Linked DNA regions of Mus musculus: regions 1 and 3 are each linked to region 2. The links are chromatin contacts, called in public HiChIP or PLAC-seq and promoter capture Hi-C maps. All regions are on one chromosome and are shown on one strand. Each heading gives the region's core, a stretch centred on a gene start, on an enhancer-like site or on the middle of the called end of the contact. The rest is flanking DNA. Distances are from core to core; before and after follow the strand shown. Region 1 holds the start of Slc25a47 (solute carrier family 25, member 47). Region 2 holds the start of 3110009F21Rik (RIKEN cDNA 3110009F21 gene). Region 3 holds the start of Degs2 (delta(4)-desaturase, sphingolipid 2).

Region 1 (4,110 bases), core at 659-3,158, 1.3 Mb before region 2:
CCTGAACTTCCTTTGGTGATGAACAGCAGTATGAAAGTATAAGCCGAATAAACCCTTTCCTCCCCAACTTGCTTCTTGGTCATGATGTTTGTGCAGGAATAGAAACCCTGACTAAGACAGAGGCCTCAAGAGACTCATGAGCCTCCTGCATCATGAAGGACACTGGACAGGGCAATGGTGGCACATGCCTTTAATCCCAGTACTTGGGAGGCAGAGGCAGGTGGATTTCTGAGTTCAAGGTCAGCCATGTCTACATAGTGAGTTCCAGGACAGCCAGGGCTACACAGAGAAACCCTGTCTTGAAAAAACTAAAAAAAAAAAAAAAAAAAAAAAATAGCAGGACACTACTAGGCCCACTCTTTTGAGAGTCTCCTGTGGGTTGTCATAGCTGCTATGCTTCGACAAGCAGCTGCTGGGTTCAGCTGGGAGCAGCTGCTGACCCACACCAGTCCTTGCAATCACCTCTGGGCTTTTCCTGGCTGTCAAGGGCTCTCTGTTTCACTTCCAGCACATCAGGTCTCTAGGACAGAGACTAGGTTGTTGTGTTTACTGAGGAGTCCTACGCTTTGGTACCTGGCATGTGTTAGTTGCATGCATCAGGAGCCTGGACAGGTGGGCTGCTGTCCAAGAACAATGACACAGTTAGAGGAGTGTCGGTGGACAGTGGCAGCTGGACCTGACTGAGATCATGGAGGACAGACACCAAGATCGGCAGAGAGAGAAAGGTGTCTGGGGTAAACTGGGGTCTTGGGCCCTACTGTTGGGGTGGATGCCCTAACCATTGGCAATATGGGACTGAAGGGGCTCGGTCCTCTTAGGTGGATAGTGTGTTTTAGGTTCCCTCATTATCCGAGGTCCTAGCTTCTTGAGTGTAACATCTGGCTCAGCTTCCTCTCTAGAGCGACAACCCATCGTCTCCCTCTCGACCTTCTGTTAATGAATTTGGCTGGCGATTCTGCAGGAACCCAGCTGGAGCTTGCTCTGTGTGTGCACAGATTTTGTGGGTGCAGAAGCAGAGGTTATAGGGAGCTCAAAGATCTTGTCACAAAGCCAGATGTCACAAAGCCAGATGGCAGTGTCAACTTCCAACCAGATGCTGAGCCATGCCCCTGCACAGGCCAGGATGGACATCGAGGTTGGCCTTGGACAGGATGCTTTCTGGCCTCTTCTGCCCTCTGCCCTCTGCCGTGGCAGCCAGCACTGACGACTTGTCTAAACATAGACAAACTGTCAGGGCGAGGGGTCATCCCTAGTTTGAAACCAGCCTGTTCAAGGCCAGCCTACGGAGAACAGAAAAACAGGTGGACACGTGGCCTCCTGATGCCCTGCCCTGAGGGTCATTCAGACAGAACTGCAGAATGCCCCATGTCAGCATGCCCCTTCCCTTCATTTGGCAGCTCTCTGGCTCGAAGGCCCCCTGTAGGGCTGCAGCCTGCGTCTTTGAGCCCCTGAACTGAACTAGCAGCCGTAGCCATAGAGACAAGGCTGCACTTTCTGCATCGGCTGGCCGCCATCAAATAGATTGGCTCTTAGGTAGTGCCTGCCTCAGGCAAGTCCCCTTTGGGGTTTTGGTGGTTCCATGATGAGAACAGGCTTTTGCTTTCCCTCCCTTTTAGGGCTGGAGGTGACATGTAAAGTGGGGTACATCTCCGAAGGGACCACTGTTTATGCCATCACCATAAGCAGTAGGAAGCCCGGCCTAATCTGAGTCTGGGGATAGAGGCAGACTTAGGTCTGGGAGCTGGCTACCTCCCATGACCTCTCACATGCTTTCCCGATGCTCGGGTCATTGGCACCCCGAACCTTGTGGGGCATGTGAGTGTGGGCATCAAAATAGCCTGTTAAACAGCCCTAGCTCCGCCTCTGCTCACAGGTATTTAAGATCTGCAGGATTTGTAGGAGCCGGCCAGTGTGGCATTGGCAGTAACACCGGAAACCTTCTCATTTTCTGTGCTGTCCATGGATTTTGTTGCTGGGGCCATTGGAGGTATAAGACTTGGATAGAGGGGCGCAGGGGCTGGGGAGGGTTGGGGTGGTGTGCTTGTGTGTGTGTATGTGTGTGGCAGCCCTGTGCAGTCAGGGTTTGAGCAGATCCATGGGCACGGACCACATAGCCTTGAAGATCAGGCAGGAGGCTGAGCCAGTCTAGAGATTCCTGGCTTGGGAGCAGGAACTTGACCCTGTGGGCTGAGATGGCTGGAGTCCTGGGGAGAGACAGAAGGTTCCAGGGAAGAATTGTGTACCCAGGAGTTCTGTTCGCAGGGAGCAGGGGCTAGATGTCAAGCAGGCCCAGCCGGATGGTTCTCTGGCCCACTGAGGCCTACTGCTAACATCTAGCTCCCCTGCGGCTGAAACTGTCTCCCTCAGAGGTGGCTGCCTGCTGGACTCCCTGTGAGCACCATTGATCCTCAGGCTGTGAGGCTACTTTGAGTGAGGCACCCTTGGCCCTGCAGCTATTGTGAAATAGATAGCTGTGGGTGGCTGTTTCTCACTGCTGGGAACAGCCTGGGGGCTAGAAAGGAAAGAGAGTCCCAGCTTCAGCTTCAGGGAGGATGGCTCCTGGCCTTGGCTCTGCTGCCAGGGTCTTGACCTACACCATCCTGAGGCTGGCTGCTCCCCTGAGTGTTGGTGTCACAGGAAGTCACATGGAAGCCACATCCTCCTTATAGCCACAGGAAAGGTCCTAGTCAGGAGAATCCTTGCTCTGTGCTGGGCCTGGGTCCCCGGTCCTAGGGACTTGGACCCAAGCCTGTCCTTGAAGAACTCTAGATCTAGAGGAGGCCATGGAATATGGGGCCTAGCAACAAGGCCATGGGACGCAGACCCTGATCAGCATGTTTCTGGGCGGAGGCACAGAAAGGAGGCCTAAGAGAGGATGGCTTTGAGGGTGGATAGGAGTTGGTAAAGTGTTTAAGAGATGTATCGGAGCCTCCTGTCAGGCACTTGCTTTATATCCTGCCCCTAGGAACTCCCTCTTCTGCTAGCCCATGGGTCTTGCCATCCTTAGGATCTTTTGTTTTTGTTTTTTTTTCGAGACAGGGTTTCTCTGTATAGTCTTGGCTGTCCTGGAACTCACTCTGTAGACCAGGCTGTCCTTGAACTCAGAAATCCGCCTGTCTCTGCCTCCCAAGTGCTAGGATTAAATATCCTTAGGATCTTTACCCTGGGGTAGAAAGCCCAAGCACTTCACTGGCCCCTGAGTTTCTTCAAAGGTTGTGCTGGCTGTATTATGGAGGCCCTGGTTCTAGAAGTAGCAGAGGGGCAAGGAAGGCATCGTAGATCTCCTGGTCCAAAGCCAGGGTTGGCATTATCAGCCTCTCTGCAAGACGAGTTAGCAGCTGTGTCCACTGTCCTCAGGTAACCAACCCACTCAGACCAGGGAATGGTTACTTAGTGGCAGGCCCGAGGCTCTGACCACCAGGCGGCCCACTGCCTGGGTCTGTGTGGGTGCTTAGAGGGCAATGGTAGGCAGTTTTGTTGTACAGAGAGCCAGATGGCAAGGAGTTGCAATTGTGTAATCTCCTGAGACATGACCCCCAGTGGCTTAAAGACCTCCCGCAGGCTCTGCCACCTCTCACACGTGGGCCTCTTGGGGGGGGGGGTTTATGCCACCACAGCAGCGGTGCACACTGTCCCACACTCACCTTCAGTTCCAGGCAACGTCCAGGGCAGGGGTCTGGGCTGCCGCCTTGACCTGTGTTCAGCATGTGCCTCTCCCCGAACCCTGGGATGTGGGGGTGTCTGCCCCCATCTTCCACACAAACACTGAGGCTTGAGGGCAAAGTTTACGTGGCTCAGAGACAGGGTTAGCCAGAGCGGAGCCAGGTGTTCTCCCAAAATGTGATGTCAGAGGGGAGGCGGAGGAATGTCTGTCCTTGGCATGGCCATTGGGAATAGCCACTGTTGGGCCAGGGTAGGGAGTGTCTAGCGAGCTTGGTAGGTGCATCCTGAGCCACAGTTACTCACCTGCAAAACAAAGGATGTAGAGAGGAGGAGCCCAGGCAGGGTCAGCTGGAGGTGGGGGAGAGGGGCTTACCTGAGGCTACCTCCTCCGTTCCTTGGGATAGGCTCTCACTGCTGACAGGGCCACCTCCTGCTGCTTCATGGGTC
Region 2 (4,365 bases), core at 1,846-4,345:
GGAGGAGGCCCTGCTTTCAGGAGCCATCCACCAGCCCCTGGACCTTCTGTTGGAGTTACTCTAGCAAGCAGGTGGGCTGCATGCAGAATACAGAGCTTTGTTGCAAAGCCTGAACTTTCTGCCTTGCATGTAGCTGGTGACCTTCCAGACTCCTTTCCGGCCAGTACAGCTAAGGCGCTGTGCCAGAACAGAGCAGCTTTGAATACCAAACCCACAGGTTAGGCTGAGGCAGACAACAGCAGACGTCACAGCCTCTGCTTGAGGGTCCTGCTCCATGGAGAGTGCCAATCCCCACCTAAGACTTGCTAGATCTGAGGAGACAAGAGTTTCCCCGCAGCCTTAAAGCAGCCAGGCCGGCACTTCCTTGCTTCCTTCCTGTTTTGTTTCTGGCCTCCTTGCTCAAAGCGCCCGTCTTGTGACACAGTGCAGAGTGTCTCCCTAACACACCTGGGGGAGGCGGTGAAAGGAACTGTGTTATTTGAGAGGGGGTAGCACAGAGGAGGGGAGGAGAGGCCAGAGAGTCATGTGAGGAGAGCTGGAAGGAGCAAGTAGACAGGAACTCGTGGTAAGCGTCCTGCAAACATAGCTGGTCACGTGTGGAGCTCGTCTTGATTGTGTGTGCCTAACCCCCCACAGATATTCTTCTGCCCCAAGAGCAGAGAGCTCCACACGGCGCCAGCACCTGAGTAATGGTGGATGCATCCATCTCTTAGACATAAATCTTGGTTTCTGACAGGCTTCCGGGAAATCCTGAAAGTGAGGGGAGGGGCTGGGGAGATGATGAGGGCCTGCGTTCAGGTCCCCAGGGCCCACGTTAAGACCCCAGTGTGACAGTGCATCTGTAGTCCCAGTGCTGAGGGCGCAGAGGCAGGGGGATCCTTGGAGCTTGACAGCCAGTCAGCCGAACTGAGTCTGTCTGCCCCTGGCCAAGAAGGAGACCCTAGCTCAAAAAATCAGGAGGATGGTGGCTGAGAAAAACACAGAGGATTAGTGTCTGGCCTACCACACACTCATGAGTGTGCTCAAACAGATAGGTGGGAGGGAGGAAGGGAGGAAGGGGGAGGGAGGGAGAGAGAGAGAGAGAGGGAGGGAGGGAGGGAGGGAGGGAGGGAGGGAGGGAGGGAGGGAGGGAGAGAGAGAGAGAGAGAGAGAGAGAGAGAGAGAGAGAGAGAGAGAGAGAGAGAACGAGAATTGGGATTCTAGCAGAAGGAAACACAAGAAGCCTGAAGCCTCTTAAATGAAATGCCTGGAAAGAAGAAACGGAGCAACCATGACCACAAACCCCATAAAGTACCTGAATGTCAGCAGGGCCACAGTCACAGACACCCACGGGATGAATCCCCAGGAGCCAGATCTGCATCTGTCTGAGCAACAGAATAAATAGCATAGTATTGGATAGGAGCCCAAAACATACAATAAACACACCGGAGCCTTGTCTCACTTAACAGATGGAATAAATAATCAAGTTGGGGGGGGGGGTGAGAAGATGAGCGATTGGAGTTGTTTATGTAGGTCCTCTAGCCTCAGATAGGTGTCATATACCTGCCACCCTCTTACGTGGCCTGTGCGTGGTCACTTCCTCCCAAAGAGGACACTAGGGAACCAGGAAGATTGGCAGCTTCTCAGTGGGGAAGCCCAGCAGTGCGTCAGCAGGGCAATGTAGGTCAACAGAGCAGGGTCAACACAGCAGGGACTGGGCGTGCTGACAGCCTGTGTCCAGGAGAGCGGTGGAGGAAACGGTCCTTCACCTGGGCCTTCCTCTCAACACCTGGCTAAGCACCAGGAAAACACCAGATGAATCCCAGTGAGGCCAACCCTGCAGACACTTGACTAGTGTCCCTCAAACGATCAAGTGTAAGGAAAGATCAAACAGACTGTCCTCGTTAAATGCACCCAGGCACGGAGCGGCATGTGGGAACAGTCAGAAGTAAAGAGGTGGAGGCAGGGTGGGTCCTGGCATACTAATGCATTGGGGACTGGGGCATTCGGTGTGATTAATGTGTCCTGTTATTGTAGCATGCCGTCACAGGAGTCAGTATAGGATACGGGACCACTGCCCATTTTGAAAGACTTCAATTAGTCTAAAACTATTTTAAAATGAAAGTTTTGTTGTGCTATTTTGAGATGGGTCTCAGGCCATCACCCAGGCTAGTGAGATGCTGGCTCCAGCGTGAACTTAATCTTTTGTTAATCCTCCTGCCTCAGTTTCTTTGCCGAGATTCTAAGCATGAGCCCATCATGCCTGGCAAGTGTTATTTTTAAAATATATAAGATGAATTGTATAAAGAAATACCAGTGTTGGACCAGGCATGGTGGTGCATGTCTTTAATCCCAGCACTCAGGAGGCAGAGGCAGAGGATTTCTGTGAGTTTGAGGCCAGCTGCTGTACATAATGAGTTCCAGGCCAATGGAGCTACACGCTGAGACCTTGCCATAGATATGTATGTGGGAAAGTATACAATTTTAAAAACTGAAATAACACAGATATTTCTAAGAGCATTGGCATTGGTTATCAGCTCATTAAGGCACCAAACTGCATGTTATAATGTAACAAGTATTTTTAAAGGCGATGTTATAGTATGTCAAAAGTTACAACACTGAACAGTATTGTAAATTTTTCAAATAGCTTGAAAATATTGTAAGAGAAACAGAGTATTTCTTTCCAAAACTATTTTAGGCTGTGACAGAAGAATTTTGGGGGTAGACAAGACACCCCAACCCTGCTTCCCAAAGCCACAAAGGCATCAACAACCAGGCCAGTAAGTTGGGCCACTCTGTAGGCACATAGAGATATAGAAGGGACCGGGACTCCGGCATGGCTGTCAGGGCACCCACCTGCACAGAGCTGACCACGTGCTTACCTGCTATGGCTGATGATACATTCATGAAGGTTCTTCAGACATGAATAAGAAATGAATAGAGCTTAATATTCACCCAGGAGAGTAAATCAGCTCAACTAACTGCCCTTCAGCCCCAAGTCATCCCTGCAAAGTTCCTCCATGCTAAGAGGCAAATAGAACCAAAGAGGGGATTTAAAACAAAAGCCCATGGGGCATATGTGTGGTCGACGTTTGGAGGGAGCAGAGTCTCATCTATGGGACAGTCCTGTGTGGCTGGACCCTGGGGTCACAGGGGAAGGGAACCGCAGAGGCTTTCAGAGCAGCATGGGTCTGTTTAATGTTTTCCGAACACATGACCCACCGAGATCTTAATCGATGCAGCATGTCCTTCTGGAGAGACCTAAATGGCTGCCCATAAACACGCAGTAAAAAGAAATGTGTTTAAAGTTACTACAGCCCTCCAGCCAGGCCATTCATGGTTTTAGTTACTGACCTAAGTTTAATGGGGAGTTCATCGTTTTCACACCACTCATGTGCTGTATGGAAAGAAGAGGTGAGTCCGTGACGGCAAACCCACATTGTCATTTCCTGAGTCACTCCGTCCCCAGTGATCACATGGCCACAGGTTGTTCTGTGCTCAGACCCTAATTCTTAGCCAGGGCACTGTTAACATCAGTGGGGGTTAGGGGGTGGTGTGCTATCATGGGGGTCGTCCTGTGTATCACAGGACATTAGTCAGCATTCCTAGCCTCCCCTCCCTAAGTCCTGACAATCAGAAACATCTGCAGACCCCTCCTAGGGGGTGTGACCACCGTCATCCTGTTAAGATCAAGGATCTGAAAGCCACAAGTATGAGAATGCTGCCCACTGCCCGCATTTGCAAATAAAGCTTTATTAGAACATAGCCGCCCCGCACTGCATTGTTTATGAGTATGTGGTCAGTTTCATAGCACTTGGGCAGAGCTGAGGGTTCCCCCATGCAACAGGGAATGCAGAACACGCAGGGCGTTGAAGCATTCACTGTCCCAGCAGAAGGTTCTGAGCCTCTGCTCAGCTCCAACCACACTGGGTTCTCCCACACTCTTCCCATCTCCATCTACGCTGTGAGTGCCTGGCCAACCCTGCTCTCGCCCTCACTGACTTCAGCCAGACTTCTCAGGGCTCTCCCTCTGCTCCCCCTGCCAGCTTCAGATCATAGATAACCTATCACTTTTCTGTTTAAAAGCTGTTGAGGCCAGGGTCTTATGTAGTCCAGACTGGCCTCGAATTCTGTGTCCTCTAACTCTGCCTCCCAAATGTTAAGGCTAACAGACAGGTGCCACCATGCACGCTATCAATTGGATGTTATTTTAGAGATTTTTTTTATTTATCATTTGGTTATCTATTTGCATGTGTGTGGTGTGTGTGTGTCTGTGTCTCTGGTGTGGTGTGTGTGTGTAGTGTGTGTGTATGTGTGGTATATGTGTGTGTGGTGTGTGTCTATGTGTGTCTGTGTGGGGTGAGGGTGCAGGAGTGGTATGTTTGT
Region 3 (4,536 bases), core at 968-3,467, 1.5 Mb before region 2:
ACAGGTACAGGAGGCTAAAAGTAACAGTTCCTGTGAACGTTTGTGGCGATCCTGGCCAGAGTGTTTCACACATCACCTCCCAAGTCTGAACAGCAACTTTGTAAGGAAGTTTCTCTGATGGCCTATGGCCTTTCCCAACTTCCTCTTGTCGGCATGATTCATCCCTGGCTATAGGAACAGCCTTTCTGCCAGCCACAGAATTTCTGCTGCAGAGACCAGAGCTTGGGCGGTGGAGTTAGGGAGGCAGAATCCAGGGTGACCAACCACCCGTTTGGCTATGACCATCAGAGCAGCCAGTGGGGTGGGGTGGGGGCTTCCTGGAGGAGGAGGCAATGAGCCATGCCTGGCGAAGCAGGAAAGACCAGAGCTCAAGCAGGTGAAAGAACACACATCCAGAGTCATCAGTACTAACCAGACAGGTTATCAGGAAGCCAGAGAGAGGCCCTATAGCAGGGGCATGAACGGAGCTCCCTAGAGATGATAGCCCTCTTACTGTGCCTGGACCAGAGCGTCCCCCTCACTTCCCTACAGCTCCAGCCCTGCCACTGTTCCCCCATCAATCTTCTAGGAAGGCTGGATGTGTTCTAAGGCTCATGGTTTTGTGGTTAGAAAGAGAGATTTGGGGCTGGGGTGTGGTCCCCTGGCAGAATGCTGCTTAGCGCATGCGAAGCCCCGGGTTGATTCTTCATAGATGCTGGGGGTGGGGGTGGGCGCCTTTAATACCCCAAGTGGGAAGGCAGAGGCAGAAGGATCCAGATATCAAGGTCATCTATAGGAAGTCTGAAGCCAAACGGAACTAGAGAGTTTTGGCTCTGCGGTGCACATCTTTAGGAGGCAGAGAACAACAGAGGACCACAAATTTGAAGTCCACTTGTGCAGCTAGGAGTCAGGAACCTTTCATGTATCCTAGAGTCCCAGATACCTTACCCGCTCCCATCCCTCAGGAAGCCTACCTCATCCTCTTAGCAATGTACCAGGCAATGTAGAATGTGACCACATTTGGCAGGTCCCTCCCTCCCCCCCCCCACCTCTGTGTGTGTGTGTGTGTGTGTGTGTGTGTGTGTGTGTGTGTGTGTGTGTGTGCGCGCGCACCCGCACATGCAGACACACACAGGTGTGGTCTTTCTGGATCCCATGAGCACGTGTCCCTGTCCCTGTCCACAGGTCTTCCCTACCTAATGCCAGGTGCCCAGAGAATTCAGAAAGGGAAACTGGAGAGACAGGGGAGAAGCTGAGGAGGCCCCTGCTCCAGCCTCAGCACCCTCAGGCACCTGCTCTCCTCCTGTGGCACAGGAAGGGGAACCAAGGTCCCTTCTGCTGTGCCTGGTAAGTTCACAAGAGTAGGGAGGATGCCTAACCCAGACATGTGGGAGACAACCACAAGAACAAACCCACAGAACAGTTTCTAGGTCCTGAGCCCTCAATTGCAGCTGCAGCAGCAGCTCAGGCACAAACTGAATTTGAAAGATGTAAAAGTCACAGGGAAGCTTGCACAGTTTAGGGGCCGGTCAGGAAGATGTCAAAAAAGTGAAAGCTCCAAGAACAGACCTATCAGTTCAAGACCTGGCCAACGACAACCTGGAGACCAGGAGACCAGCCCGGATGCCGCTGGCAACTAAAACTGAAGGTGGCCGTTGAATAAATGCGAGTTAAACTTACTCGAATTAAACCCACAGGAAACAGCATTGCTGATCTGATGAAATACAAGCGTTTACAGATGCTCCAGCGCCAAAGGGATGGCTGGAGAGAAGGGAGTGTAGCGTCCTCCAGCGCGCAGCGGGGTATCCGCATGACAGTGCCCACCCTGGGACCTCGGAGAGATCCACCGCAGGAAAGCTACTATCCTCCGGTGGGATCTTCGGGGTCTCCCGCGTCCCCAAGGAAAAAGGCATATCCTGCTTCCTGAGCAGGGTCTGCACACAGCAGGCGCATACTAGCTGCAGGCGAAGAACCCGCGGGGCGCGCTGGCCCACCACCACACCACCCCTGACCCCCGTGCGCACTGTCCCCCGCCCATATCCTATTCACCCCATTGTGGCTACTGTGTCCCAGCTAGATTCGCGCGCGCTCACCGAGCATCTCCTTGCGCCTCTGGGTGTGCGGCTGGTCGCTGTAGACCCACTCGAAGTCGCTGCGGGCCGCGCTATTACCCATGGTGGGGACGTTGGAGCCCTAGCGAGCTCTCCGCTGCGCAGTGTTCACCTGTCACAGCATACCTAGGTGTCGCGGGCGGGGACCTAGGGACCCGGGCGGGGCCGGGGGCAAGGGGCGGAGTTGAGGCTAAGTCTCCTCGTGGGCGGACCTAGGGGCGGGTCGCGGTGGTCCCCTGGAACCCAAGTGGCCTGGGTTGGGAGATGCGGTCACTCCTGCACCCTGGCAGTCCTGCAGGGGCCGCCAGTAATCTTGGATTCCTGGCGGTGTGGCAAAGCCCCAGGCAACTTGTAGGCGGTGCGCTCCGGTGCACACCTGTCTCCGCGCCAGGGTTGCCTTATCGTGGAGCGCAGTTCACGCTGGGACTCATGGGTGTCTGGGTCTTCTGATTTGGGCGTTCGGGTCCCCACAGGGGAGTAAGTGGGAATGTTGGGGGAGAAGAAGCTGGGAAGAGGGCTATCTGGAGCTTGGGACAGGCAGGCCCCAGCAACGTCTTCCCAGCGTGTCCAGGCAGAGTGACATAAAGACACAACAAAAATGCAGAAGAGTCAAACACGAGGGCTGGAGGTATAGACATGATTCAGGGTGATCTGTGCCATGGCGCAGATTGGTCTTGGAGCAGCTTCTGCACTGGATCTTGTAGGACAAGTAGCTCAATAGCCAGAGAAAGGGGAGGAGATTGATGGTTAGGGGATCCGCAGGTGCAAGGCTTAAGAAGTAAGGCGCCTCGGGCATCCTTTTTTTTTTTTTCTTAATTGGATATTTTATTTATTATTTATTTACATTTCAAATGCTATCCCCTTTCCCCATCCCCCCCAGAAACCCCCTATTCCATGCCCCCTCCTCCTGCTTTTATGAGGGTGTGCCCCCACCTACCCACCCACTTCTGTCTCCCTGCCCTCTCATTCCCCTACACTGGGGCATCGAGCTTCTTAGGGCCAAGGGCCTCTTCTCCCACTGATGCCTGACAAGTCCATCCTCTGCTACATATACAGAGCCCTCCATGTATACTCCTTGGTTGGTGGTTTAGACCCTGGGAGCTCTGGTTGGTTGATATTGTTGTTCTTCCTATGGGATTGCAAACCCCTTCAGCTCCTTCAGTCCTTTCTCTAACTCCCCCATTGGGGACCCCGTGATTAGTCCAATGGTTGGCTTCGAGCAACTGCCTCTGTATATGGCAGGCTCTGGCAGAGCCTCTCAGGAAACAGCTCTATCAGGCTCCTGTCAGCAAGCTCTTGTTGGCATCCACAGTAGTGTCTGGGTTTAGTGACTGTATATGGGATGGATCCTCGGGTGGGGCAGTCTCTGGATGGCCTTTCCTTCAGTCTCTGCTCCACACTTTGTCTCTGTATTTGCTCCAGTGTGTATTTTGTTACCTTCTAAGACATACCGAAGCACCCACACTTTGGTCTCCCTTTGTCTTGAGCTTCATGTGGTCTGTGAATTGTATCTTGGGTATTCTGAGCTTTCAGCAGGAGAGGGCTTGGTCTGTGACAGCAGAGCTCTTACCTGCTCTCCCCCTGCTTCTGCTCTTCCAGAGCCTTAGAGCCTGGCCTCTCTATGACCCTGCCTAGCACAGGGGACAAGACCAAGGGCAGACATGGGACAGACAGAGTCTTCATCTTCCGGAAGTCTAGAAGCATGGGTCACTCTCAACCCCAGGTAGAGCTGGGGGAGAGGACTTAGACAGCCAGCGGTGTCTGGAGCACGGCGGGCACTTCGGATGACTCCACAGTTCAACAGGGCAGACACTCAGTCACACTGTCCTCACTGCAGCATATGGGAGCCAGGGCCAGAGGCCCATTACTGCCACATCAAAAACAAACAAACAAACAAACAAACAAAAAACAAAACAAAACCAAGCAAATGAACAAACAAACTCTCAGCCGCCATCCCACCAGTTGCCAAATGAGAGATCTGAGGCCAGATGAGAAAGCCACATCTCAGGCAGGCAGGAATGGAGACAAGCAGACCTGTAACTGGACCGAGCCCCTAACCTCTGTTCTGGAGAGCTGCCAGGGTCAACGTACTGCCTTACATTGATCACCCATCTTGATGCCTCTATCTAGGTTCCTGTTCTGCCCTCCAGGCACCACCTGCCTCCTGGTCGGGCCCAGGTCAGGGGTTAGAAAACATAAGCTTTGCATGAGACACCTCCTGCCCAGAGAAAAGCAACCAGGTGGTGTCCTCAATTCATAGAGGAGAAAACTTTTGAGGCCAAAGATGACTGAGGTATCCAGACATGGTGCAACATTCCTGTAACCCCTGGGCTCAGGAGGCTGAGTCAGAATTGCAAGGGTGAGGCCAGCATGGGCTCCAGGGTGAGACTCTGTCAAAGGAGAAAGAGAGTTTGGGGTGTTTTGCAGATATACGTGTGTATCTCTG

The links. Promoter capture Hi-C pulls out the DNA fragments that hold promoters and counts their contacts. HiChIP or PLAC-seq counts read pairs in DNA pulled down with a chosen protein or histone mark.
Region 1: a contact with region 2 is called in a promoter capture Hi-C map of liver, with 4 times the contacts expected there. The contact joins the promoter of Slc25a47 here to the promoter of 3110009F21Rik in region 2. A contact is called at or near these places in 1 of 39 promoter capture datasets (liver) and 1 of 115 datasets of contacts at active chromatin or transcription factors (pancreatic cancer cells).
Region 3: a contact with region 2 is called in a FOXA1 HiChIP or PLAC-seq map of pancreatic cancer cells. The contact joins the promoter of Degs2 here to the promoter of 3110009F21Rik in region 2. A contact is called at or near these places in 1 of 39 promoter capture datasets (hippocampal neurons) and 1 of 115 datasets of contacts at active chromatin or transcription factors (pancreatic cancer cells).

Annotation. Positions count from the first base shown.
Region 1 is chr12:108,849,221-108,853,330 of GRCm38.p6, forward strand. Slc25a47 (solute carrier family 25, member 47) reads left to right here and starts at 1,909. Exons shown (of 6, transcript NM_001012310.2): 1 at 1,909-1,987. The coding sequence starts at 1,960.
Region 2 is chr12:110,154,978-110,159,342 of GRCm38.p6, forward strand. 3110009F21Rik (RIKEN cDNA 3110009F21 gene) reads right to left here and starts at 3,096. Exons shown (of 3, transcript NR_045466.1): 1 at 2,862-3,096; 2 at 1,295-1,364.
Region 3 is chr12:108,700,089-108,704,624 of GRCm38.p6, forward strand. It overlaps Degs2 (delta(4)-desaturase, sphingolipid 2), which reads right to left and starts at 2,218. Exons shown (of 3, transcript NM_027299.5): 1 at 2,073-2,218. The coding sequence starts at 2,154. It overlaps Gm40572 (a long non-coding RNA gene), which reads right to left. Exons shown (of 4, transcript XR_872978.2): 4 at 3,436-3,957.